Regions from separate parts of the Sus scrofa genome. Here all the other regions are linked to region 2. A link is a contact called in public HiChIP or PLAC-seq data. All regions are on one chromosome and are shown on one strand. Each heading gives the region's core, a stretch centred on a gene start, on an enhancer-like site or on the middle of the called end of the contact. The rest is flanking DNA. Distances are from core to core; before and after follow the strand shown.

The links. HiChIP or PLAC-seq counts read pairs in DNA pulled down with a chosen protein or histone mark.
Region 1: an H3K27ac HiChIP or PLAC-seq map of alveolar macrophages shows a contact between it and region 2, with 7 times the contacts expected there. The contact joins two enhancer-like sites. A contact is called at or near these places in 1 of 5 promoter capture datasets (fetal liver), 20 of 47 Hi-C or Micro-C datasets (alveolar macrophages, blood, embryonic fibroblasts and 14 more) and 2 of 2 datasets of contacts at active chromatin or transcription factors (alveolar macrophages and skeletal muscle).
Region 3: an H3K27ac HiChIP or PLAC-seq map of alveolar macrophages shows a contact between it and region 2. The contact joins two enhancer-like sites. A contact is called at or near these places in 3 of 47 Hi-C or Micro-C datasets (embryonic fibroblasts, fetal heart ventricle and mesenteric adipose tissue) and 1 of 2 datasets of contacts at active chromatin or transcription factors (alveolar macrophages).

The regions. Positions count from the first base shown.
Region 1 is chr6:84,527,590-84,530,887 of Sscrofa11.1, reverse strand. WDTC1 (WD and tetratricopeptide repeats 1) reads right to left here. Exons shown (of 15, transcript NM_001135964.1): 12 at 721-956. Among named protein-coding and RNA genes, the nearest start is that of TMEM222, 18 kb to the left of the region's middle. Within about 2 kb of position 1,512, at least 15 of the 83 cell types and tissues checked have an H3K27ac peak or open chromatin away from gene starts, as enhancers often do. A contact at or near this core is called in alveolar macrophages, where this site is marked.
Region 2 is chr6:84,813,464-84,816,830 of Sscrofa11.1, reverse strand. It overlaps FGR (tyrosine-protein kinase Fgr), which reads left to right. Exons shown (of 13, transcript XM_021095651.1): 6 at 1,130-1,233; 7 at 1,476-1,625; 8 at 2,461-2,616; 9 at 2,715-2,894. Among named protein-coding and RNA genes, the nearest start is that of FGR, 15 kb to the left of the region's middle. Within about 2 kb of position 1,285, at least 4 of the 83 cell types and tissues checked have an H3K27ac peak or open chromatin away from gene starts, as enhancers often do. A contact at or near this core is called in alveolar macrophages, where this site is marked.
Region 3 is chr6:84,334,647-84,338,318 of Sscrofa11.1, reverse strand. All of the region lies in intron 1 of LOC106507624 (a long non-coding RNA gene), which reads left to right. Among named protein-coding and RNA genes, the nearest start is that of FAM46B, 26 kb to the right of the region's middle. Within about 2 kb of position 1,913, at least 27 of the 83 cell types and tissues checked have an H3K27ac peak or open chromatin away from gene starts, as enhancers often do. A contact at or near this core is called in alveolar macrophages, where this site is marked.

The DNA.
Region 1 (3,298 bases), core at 263-2,762, 290 kb after region 2:
AGGCTATAGACTCATGAGTACAGAAGTTCCATTCGACTTGTTCCCAGATGTGTTCCCAGGACCTAGCACAGTACCTGGCACTATTCAGACAAAGGAATCAATCCGTGGTTAGTGAACTGCAAAGCAGACAGGGAGGATCCATGTCTGCCCCACTGAGCTCCCCTCTCAAGTTTATCACTCTCCAGTGCCAGCCAGGTGAGCTGGGCAGGGCCTTAAACGCTCTCGGTGCAGATAAGGCAGTAGCAGAGTCTGTGCTTTGCTCAAGGTCACAAGGTTACACATGGCAGAGCTGAGACTGGAACTGAGGCTCCACACCTGTGCCTGAGGCAGTTCTACTGCCCTGTGTTGCTGTCTCTTCTGCGCCCCTGTAAACTGGAGCCAGCACACCAGCCAAACCACCCCCCCGCCCCCCCGGCTCCGGCCCAGACCCCAGTGGAGGGGCCAAGGCCCTGTCAGCGAGCAGGAGAGAATGACCTTCGAGGCACACTGGGCTCAGCCGACTCCTATCCTGAGTCCTGGGGGAACTACATCAGGTGCCTTAAATGTGCTACTGCTAATCCTCATTTCAAAGAGACCAAGTGGCTGTCTCGAGGTCACACGGCTTCTCAACCAGTATCTGAGCCCAAGGTGCTCCAACCCAAGAACTATATTCTCTCCAGAATGTCACGCAGCACGTCAAACAGAAAGAGTGACAGCAACCCCTCCTCAGTGCCCACTCACCACCATCATTTTTGGAGAAGAGGGCGGCCGTGATGTCGCGTCCCAGTGCATCACAAGCGCTGCTATGGGCCTGCTCCGGGAACTTCCCTTTGAAATCATCCAGGCACTCCAGGGCCTCAGCCACGTACTTGAGCTCAAAGAGGCATCGGGCCAGGCGGAAGTGTGCCTTCAGGTGGCATGGATTTAGGGAGATGGCCTTCAGGCAGTCCCTCAGGGCATCATAGTGGTCACCATCCCTGGGAAGGCAGGGGAATATGGCTTGGAGGTGGGGTCACATGGCAAGCAGGGAGTTCCCACTCGTTCTCCTTCACTTTCTATGGCCACCCCAGCCCACCTTTGAGAGATCTCAGGGCAAGGGTACTTGGGGGTAAAGAGAATTCGGGCTCAACCCAGGCCTTGCTCACCAGGAGACAGAATATGTTAAAGAGGCAGGGCAGGGAGTTCCTGCTGTGGCTCAGAGGGTTATGGATTTGACTAGTATCCATGAGGATGCAGGTCCGATCCCTGGCCTCGCTCGGTGGGTTAAAGATCTGGTGCTGTTATGAGCTGTGGGGTAGGTCACAGATGTGGCTTGGATCCCTCATTGCTGTGGCTGTGGTGTAGGCTCAGATTTGACCCCTAGCCTGGGAACTTCCAAATACTGCAGGTGCAGCCGAAAAATAAAGGAAAAAAAAAAAAAAAAGAGGCAAGCCAGGAACCTGGAGGTCTTGGCAGGGTAGGAGGTGGGAGGTGGGTGTGTGGCAAAAAGCAGTGTCCGGCTGCCCTCTGCTGGACACAGAGTGCAAGTGCATACCCAGTCATCCCAGGCACCCGCAGCTCTGCAGCAGAAGGCCTGGCATCTTGCCTGCCTCAGGCTCCCCAAGCCCTCCTTCTCTCCTCCACTGTCCACCTCCTCAAATCCCCCCGGCTGGCCTTCAAAGCCATGTCCAAGGCAGGGGGCCCTCAAGGGCAGTTCTGTGGTCTGAGGAAGCCAGAAGTGCTAGGCTGGGGACTCAGGCTCTGACCAGCAGGCAGCAAGCCCTCAGCCAGACCCCCCTCTGTCCTGGCTGACTGATCCACAGCAGCTGTGGCCTCTACCTCCCGGGGCTGGAGGATGGGGCCTGACAGTCTGGCAGAGTCAGTTCTCTGGAAGCTGATGGTGGGGGGTCAGGCAGGGGGTGCAGCACACCAGGAGCGCCACATCATCCACTCTAACTTCTCCAACTCCCAAGGCATGGATATGCGGACGTGGGGATGGTTTTGGGGGTGGGAACTGGGGGAGAGGCCAAAGAAGCTCCTCTTGCTCCTGTCTTGTGGCAGAATATAAGATACTCATTTCCCACGTTTCATCTGGAGAGCCAGGTGGGTCACGGGAGCTACTGCTCCTTTAGGAGCTGTTTTTTTTCCTGCTGGGCTGAGGAGGGCCTAGGACCCAAGTGTGCTAAGCAGCACTCCCCAGAACTAAAGTCCCCTCCCCCAAGGCATGGCTCACAAGCCTCCTGCATGGGGCCGAAGCAGCCCTGACTGATGGGGGAGAGGGCTCCCTGAGCCTCCTCTCCCACAGCACTCAGAGGGAGCATCAGGTCCCTGCAGCAGCCACGCTCAGTCCAGGAACAAGCAGCCCAGTCCAGCTGGGGGCCCGCAGGAGACAGAGTGCTTCGATGGCATGGCCTGCGTCAGAATGAGTGGCTGTGACGAAGGAGCACGCGCTGTTTGGAAACCCAATTACCGCCTGCAAGGTGCCCCTCAGAGCTCCTGGGGAGAGCCAGACCAGAGAGCAGCCAGGAGCCAGAGGGTGACAGCTCCCACTGCATCCAGGAGCAGATGGCAGCCCTGGGGAGACTGGCCTGGGACAGAATGTGACATTCTAGGGGTCACTGGCAGGCATGAGGGGATGGGGAGAGAGCAGGCTGGCCCGAGGGCTCACCCATCCAGACTCACTGCCAGATCAATCTCCCTGAAAAGACAGCCCTCAGCACATCCCTCTCCTGCTCAAAACTCTTCAGTAGCTGCCCATCATCCACTGAATCGAGGCCAAAACGCCACCGCTCTGCATTCCAAGTCCTTCCCAGGCTGGCCCCAGGCTACCTCACAGACTCATCTCCTGCCAGTCCCTTCCAGAACCCTCTGCTCCAGCCAAATGGATTTGTTGTTCTGCAAACAAGCTCTTCAGTCAGTCCCCCACCCCCACGCCTTTGTTCACACCATTTCATCTCCCTGGGAATGTCCTTTCCCCACAGTCCCCTCCTCCTTTCATCTCCTCGTCTAAGCCTGCCCACACTGAAAGCCCATTCAGACACCACATCTTCCTGGTGCTTCCCTGATCCCCAGTTAAAGGGACCTAACTTTGCCTGAAGCCCACAGCACTTCACCTGACCATTCAAAGACTTCCTGCTTCTGCCTCTTGGGTGACGAGCTATGTCCACGTCTTTACCCCCTGTCCAGAGGCCGGGCACTCGGGAGCACAGCAGCTCAGAGTGCCAGAGCTTTGTTTCCCTAGTTCCCATGGCATAGCAGGGATTCAGAGCCCAAGCTGAAGGTACCATGGACTGGGAAACCATTAGTCTCTCTTAGCAAGAATGCAGGAGGGAGACAGCTC
Region 2 (3,367 bases), core at 36-2,535:
AAGAACATCCAAGAGGCAGCAGGAATGCTCGAGGTCTGAGGTTGAAGTTGAGACTTAGTTTTAATTTTTTAATTTTTTGTCTTTTTGTCTTTTCTAGGGCCGCACCCACGGCATATGAAGACTCCCAGGCTAGGGTTCCAATCAGAGCTGTAGCTGCCAAGATCCAAGCTGTGTCTGTGATCTACACCACAGCTCACGGCAACACTGGATCCTCAACCCACTGAGCAAGGCCAGGGATCGAACCTGCAGCCTCATGGTTCCTAGTCGGATTTATTAACTACTGAGCCATGGGAGTTCCCGTTGTGGCACAGCGGTTAACGGATCCGACTAGGAACCATGAGGTTGCAGATTCGATCCCTGGCCTCGCTCAGTGGGTTAAGGATCCGGCATTGCTGTGGCTGTGGTGTAGCCCGGCGGCTACAGTTCTGATTCGACCCCTAGCCTGGGAACCTCCGTATGCCGCGAGTGCGGCCCTAGAAAAGGCAAAAAGACCAAAAAAAAAAAAAAAAAAAGGCACTGAGCCACGACGGGAACACCAAAGCTGAGACTTAGAACAATATCCAAATTGAAGAGCATGAAGGAAAAGCAGCAGTCAGAGCTGGACAGGAATAGTCAAAAGAGGGACAGAGAATCAGGAAAGGGTGTCGTTCCAGAAACCAAATGAGGAAAGGGTTTGAGGTGGGTGCAGGGAGAGGAACCTGTGTGATTGCCTGGAGTGGTGGAAAGAGAAGTAGGGTGGTGGCAAAGGTTTTCAGGTAGAACCTCTCAGGCCAGCCTTGTGGGCAGGTCGCTTCCCCTCTCTGAGCCTCAAGTTCCTCATCTATAAAATGAGCCTGTGGAAGGAGCCACAGTAAGCTGATCACTGAAAACTGGGATTCTAGCAGTTGTAGTTCAAGAGAAACCCAGAGAGTGGAAAAGAGAAGCCTAACGTTTATTGGGCAAACTACTATGTCCCAGGCTTTCTACATTCCCCCTCTCTGGGATCCTCCTGACCAGGCTGCCAAGCAGGCATGTGGTCCCTGTTTCAAGGTGAGGAGCTCCAATCTTGGTGGGTGAGATGACTTTTCCCGGGAGGCTGAGTCTGGGGTTCAAGGGGATATACCTGACTTCTGCCCACCCTTCCCAACAGGTGGTACTTTGGAAAGATCGGGAGGAAGGACGCGGAGAGGCAGCTGCTCTCCCCGGGCAACCCCCGGGGGGCCTTTCTCATTCGGGAGAGCGAAACCACTAAAGGTGGGAGCTGTGCCATTGCCCGCCCAACCGGAAGCCGGGCCATTAGGGCAGGGCCAGGAGCAGTGGCGGGAAGCTTGGGTCTGGACCAAGACTGGGACGGGTTGGAGGCCAGAGCTAAGACTAGGACTGGTTTCAAAGGATATGGCCATCCACTTTTAGGGGCCCCAGCCTTTCGGGCCCCCCTGGGCTTCCAGACTGGGGGTGAGGAGGAAAACGGGCCCAAAGGTCACCCTTGCCCACAGGCGCCTACTCCCTGTCCATCCGGGATTGGGACCAGGCCAGAGGCGATCACGTGAAGCATTACAAGATCCGCAAACTGGACACTGGCGGCTACTACATCACCACGAGGGCCCAGTTTGATTCGGTGCAGGAGCTGGTGCAGCACTACCTAGGTGAGGGCCGCCCCCCCCGGGGGGGGCGTGCACTTCGGATTCCTGAACTAGCCCGTTAAGACTGAGGCCCAGAGAAGGGAAAGGTCTCCCAAAGCAGTGGCTGGGCCAGAACTAGAACGCAAGTGTGTGGGCTCCCAGCCCAGGATCCTGCTCTGTAGGTTTCCAGAGGAAACTGAGGCAGGAAGTGATCCCTGGCCAAATGGCGCCCCCTAATGTCTAAACTGGGCAGGAGACTGAATGGACCTGACTTGGAGGAGGGGCTGTGGGGTGGAGGAGGGAAAGTTAACACTGATACCCAGGTTTCTGCCCTGGTTGGTTAAGCCAAGGATAGGTCTGTGGAAGGGTGAGGGCTTGTGTTTACATCTTTGTCAGGAATTCCCAAGTCCATTTCCACCTGTCAGAATCCTACCTTATCCTTGGAGGCCCAGCTGGAGACCACCTCTGATGGGAAGACCCCCAGTCCTTCGAGGAATCATCTCTCCCTCTCGGTGCCACCTTCTTCCCTATTCAGTGGGCTGGTTGCCTTATGCTCTGGCCTGTGACCTCAGCTGTGGCGTAGCTCCTGGTTTGTTTGTTTGTATGGCCCGGCTCATTGCATGTGGAAGTTCCAGGGCCAGGGATCGAACCCACACCACAGCAGCAACCAGCACCACAGCAGTAACCTGCACCATAGCAGGAACAACAAGGAATCCTTAACCTGCTGCAGCACAAGAAAACTCCCAGCTTGGCCTAGTTCCTCATAACTGATCCTGGGGTCTCGGGCAGGATGAAGAATGTGTTGGGCATCCTGGCCTGCCTTTGGCCTCCAACCCCCCCCAACCCTCTACTCCCCCAGAAGTGAACGATGGGCTGTGCCACCTGCTCACGGCAGCCTGCACCACCATGAAGCCGCAGACGCTGGGCCTGGCCAAGGACGCCTGGGAGATCAGCCGCAGCTCCATCGCTCTCGAGCGCCGGCTGGGCACTGGCTGCTTCGGGGATGTGTGGCTGGGTACCGAGGTCCCCGGGGGTGGGAGCTGGGGCCCGAGGCTGGGACGAAGGCTTGGGGCGGCGGGGAGTCGGTCCTGACAAGCCACGGCCGCTCGACAGGCATGTGGAACGGCAGCACAAAGGTGGCAGTGAAGACGCTGAAACCGGGCACCATGTCCCCGAAGGCCTTCCTGGCGGAGGCGCAGATCATGAAGCTGCTGCGGCACGACAAGCTGGTGCAGCTGTACGCCGTGGTGTCGGAGGAGCCCATCTACATCGTGACGGAGTTTATGTGCCACGGTGAGGGGCAGGGGCAGGAGGCGGAGTCCAGGAGGGCGGGATTTAGCGCGAAGTTAAGGTGGGTGTCTCTGGAGGGAGGACTGTGGACTGAGTCCGAGTGAGGGGCTGGAATGAGTGACGCCACGGGAGTGCCGTGAGTTAGACGAGGCGGGGTTCTGCGCCTGGGGACGGAGTCTCGTGGGGTGGTCAGCTGATGGGTGGGGCGTGGGCGAGCAAAAGCGGGAACTGTGAGGAGAAAGGATCGGGGGCGGAGTCTGAGCGGGGCGTGTCTGGTGGGAGGCGGGGATGGAGGAAGAGAAGTTGTAGACGGAATAAGTGTCCGTGAGAATGAGGCCTGGGGGAGATCTGTGAGGGGCTGAGGCCCCTGGCAGGGTCCTGAGTGGGGGCGGATCTAAAGTGTGAAGACCTAGAGCAGGAGGCGAGGCCAGGCTACGCGAGATGGGTCCTGGGTGGGGCGGGGCCACGTGAGAAAA
Region 3 (3,672 bases), core at 664-3,163, 480 kb after region 2:
GCTACAACCTACTCCATAGCTGCAGCAGTAGGATCCTTTAACCTACTGTGCCGGGCCGGGGATCAGGCCTACATTCTGATGTTGTAGAAATGCAGCCAATCTTGTTGCGCCACAGCAGCAGTTTCTAGAATAAATTCTTAGTCCTCTAGGAATCTACAAAGTCTCTCAGACCTTCCTTTCCTTCGTGCCCCTAACCTGTTCAGGTGACACCAGCAACTGCATCCTCTGGGTCCCCACTGTGCCCAACACTTACTTCAGGACAAAGTGCCCTGTGTGCTTCTCTGCCAGCCTCCCCCTCCAGATTGTCTGCTCCCCAGGGCAGGAACCAGGTCTGATTCTCACTGGATGTGCAGATCGTGGCAGATGCTGTTGGAGGAATTTATGAACACTCTTTTTTTTTTTTTTTTTTTTTTTTTTTGGCCTTCGTCTTTTTAGGGCCATACCCACGGTATATGGAAGTTCCCAGGCTAGGGGTCTAATTGGAGCTACAGCCTCTGGCCTACACCACCGCCACAGCAACACAGGACCCCGAGCTGCGTCTGTGGCATACACCGCAGCTCACAGCAACACTAGATCCTTAACCCACCGTGCAAGGCCAGCGATCAAACCTGCATCCTCATGGATATTAGTCGGGTTTGTTAACCACTGAGCCACAACAGAAACTCCAATTTATGAATATTCTTTTTTTTTTTTCTTTTGTCTTTTCTAGGGCTGCACCTGCGGCATATGGAGGTTCCCAGGCTAGGGGTCTAATTGAAGCTGTAGCCACCGGCCTACGCCATAGCCACAGCCACACCACATCCCAGCCACATCTTCTACCTACACCGCACTTCACAGCAACGTCAGATCCTTAACCCACTGATCCAGGCCAGGGATCGAACCCACAACCTTAGGGTTCCTAGTCGGATTTGTTAGTCACTGAGCCAGGATGAGAACTCCTACATTAGCTATTTTTAACGGCGCCACGACAGGAACTCCTCCAATTTATGAATGTTCTTAATGTGGACCACACTCCACTGCTGGTGAGGGAGCTTTGGATCCTGGGAGGGCAATTCATGCACGTTACCTAACACTTCTCGGCCTCAGTTTCCACATCTGTACAATGAGGATAATATTTCCTATGTGCTGAAAACACAGATGGGAAGGAAATCTTAAGTAACTCCTGCATGTTTTCCCTTTGCCTCTTCTAGTTTCTATTCTCACCCCACCTTCGGAATACGACGAACAGGAACAGGGTCATTTCCTCTGGCTCCCCACCCTGCAAGCCCACAGGAAGTGTTCAGTTAAGTGTCTTCCTTCTACCCCCACATCCTGGCCTGGTTCCTGAATGAAGCAGGGCAGGGAAAATGGTCTCGGGGCCAGGGCACCCATCATGGGTCGTCAAGGAGTGGAGCCTATTTAGCAGAAGCCTTGGGCTTCAATTCTGGGGAGCTGAGAGAAAAGGGGGTGGGGGACCGTGGACCTGAACACCGAAAAGGAAACCCCAAGAGAAAAACTTAAAGGGGGTAGTTTCTGTCGTGGTGCAGCAGAAACGACTCTGACTAGTATCCATGAGGATGTGGGATCCCTGGCCTCGCACAGATACGGCATTGCCGTGTGCTGTGGTGTAAGTCACAGATGCGGCTCAGATCCCTTGTTGCTATGGCCGCGGCGGTGGCCAGCAGCTATAACTCCGATTTGATCCCTAGCCTCGAAACTTCCATTTGCCACGGGGGAGGCCCTCCAAAAAAGCAAAAAAGGAAAGAAAGAAAAAAGAAAAAGGGAGAGAGGCTGAAAGAGGCTCCATGTTCAGATCCCAGCCCCGATGCATCCCAAGCCATAGGAGCCCACCTGTTTTTCTGGTCCCTACTTCCCTGAACAGCTTCTTCCGGGGTTGGAGGGAGGGGCGGGGTGTGGGCGGAATGACTTCCAAATAACTGGGATTCGGGCACCACCTCGTGGCCATTCATGAAACTGCCCACTCAGGCTGAGGGGAGCCCAGAGGTCTAAGAGTAGAGGGAGCCAAGCCAGCCCTCCTCCAAATGTCCAGGCCTCCTTTGCATTTATTGAGCACTAACTGTATTCCAGACTCTGTGCTCAGCATTCTCAGGTCTTTACCACATTTAATTCTTGAAACAGTCTTAAAAGGCAGGTAATACGTAATACCATTTTACAAATCAGTCACAGGAGTTCCTGTTGCGGCCCAGCGTGTTAAGAATCCGACTAGTGGAGTTCCCGTCGTGGCTCAGTGGTTAAAGAATCCGACTAGGAACCATGTGGTTGTGGGTTCGATCCCTGGCCTTGCTCAGTGGGTTAAGGATCCGGCGTTGCCATGAGCTGTGGTGTAGGTTGCAGACGCGGCTCCAATCTAGCATTGCTGTGGCTCTGGCGTTAGGCCAGTGGCTACAGCTCCGATTGGACTCCTAGCCTGGGAACCTCCATATGCTGTGGGAGCAGCCCTAGAAAAGGCAAAAAGACAAAAAAAAAAAAAAAAAAAAAAAAAGAATCCGACTAGTATATATGAGGATGCAGGTTCGATCCCTGGCCTCACTCAGTGGGTTAAGGATCCAGCGTTGGCTTAAAAAGAAAAAAAAAATGCAGAAAGAAACTGAGGCAGAAGCTGAGGCAGAGAGAGGTGAAGGAGTTTTCCTGAGGCTGTGCAGCTACTAAGTGGACCAGAAGAGCTTCTCTCTGTACAGGAGAGCAGCAAAGCAGTCGGTCCTGCCTCTTAGCAGCTGGTTGGCCTTAGGGCCTTTCAGCTTTTTTTTTTTTTTTTTTAGGACCATATCCATGGTATAAAAACAGCCCTTAGCAGCTTCCTACTGATGGGAATAACATGCCAATTCTTTTTTTTGCTTTTTAGAGCTGCACCCATGGCATATGGAAGTCCTCAGGCTAGGGGTCAAATCGGAGCTGTAACTGCCGCCCTACACCGCAGCCGCAGTAATGCCAGATCTGCCAGATCTGCGACATACACCACAGCTCATGACAACGCTGGATCCTTAACCCACTGAGCAAAGCCAGGGATCGAACCCGCATCCTCCTGGATACTAGTCAGGTTTACTACCACTGAGCCACAACAGGAACTCCAGCCTTTTAGCTTTAATTCAAATATTTTTGGTTCAACTATACATCAATAAAATTAAATATATGAATGAATGAATGAGAGTTTCTGCTGTGGCACCCTGGGTTAATGATCTGGCTCTTCTCTGTGGCATTGCTGGTTGGATCCCCAGCCTGGAGCAGCAGGTTAAGGATCTCTCATTGTGGCAGCTACAGCGTATGTTGCAGTAGCGGCTTGGATTTAATCCCAGGCCCAGGAACTTCCATATGCCACAGGGGCGGGGGGAAGAATGAGTAAATAAATTTCCTTTTTTTTTTTTTTTTGGCCGCCCCACGGTATATGGAATTCCTGGACCAGAGATTGGATCCAAGCCACAGCTGCAGCAAGGCAGGGTCCTTTAACCTACTGTGCCGGCCAGGGATTGAACCTATGCCTCTGCGGTTCCCAAACCACTGAGGTTGGATTCTTAACCCACTGCGCTACAGCAGGAACTCCTAATCTAAAAACAAACAAAAAATTGGGGGGGGGTCCTGCTGTGGCGCAATGGGATTGGCAGTGTCACGGGACTGCTGGGATGAAGGTTTGATCCTCAGCCCAGCACAGTAGGTCAAGGGTCAGCACCGCCACAG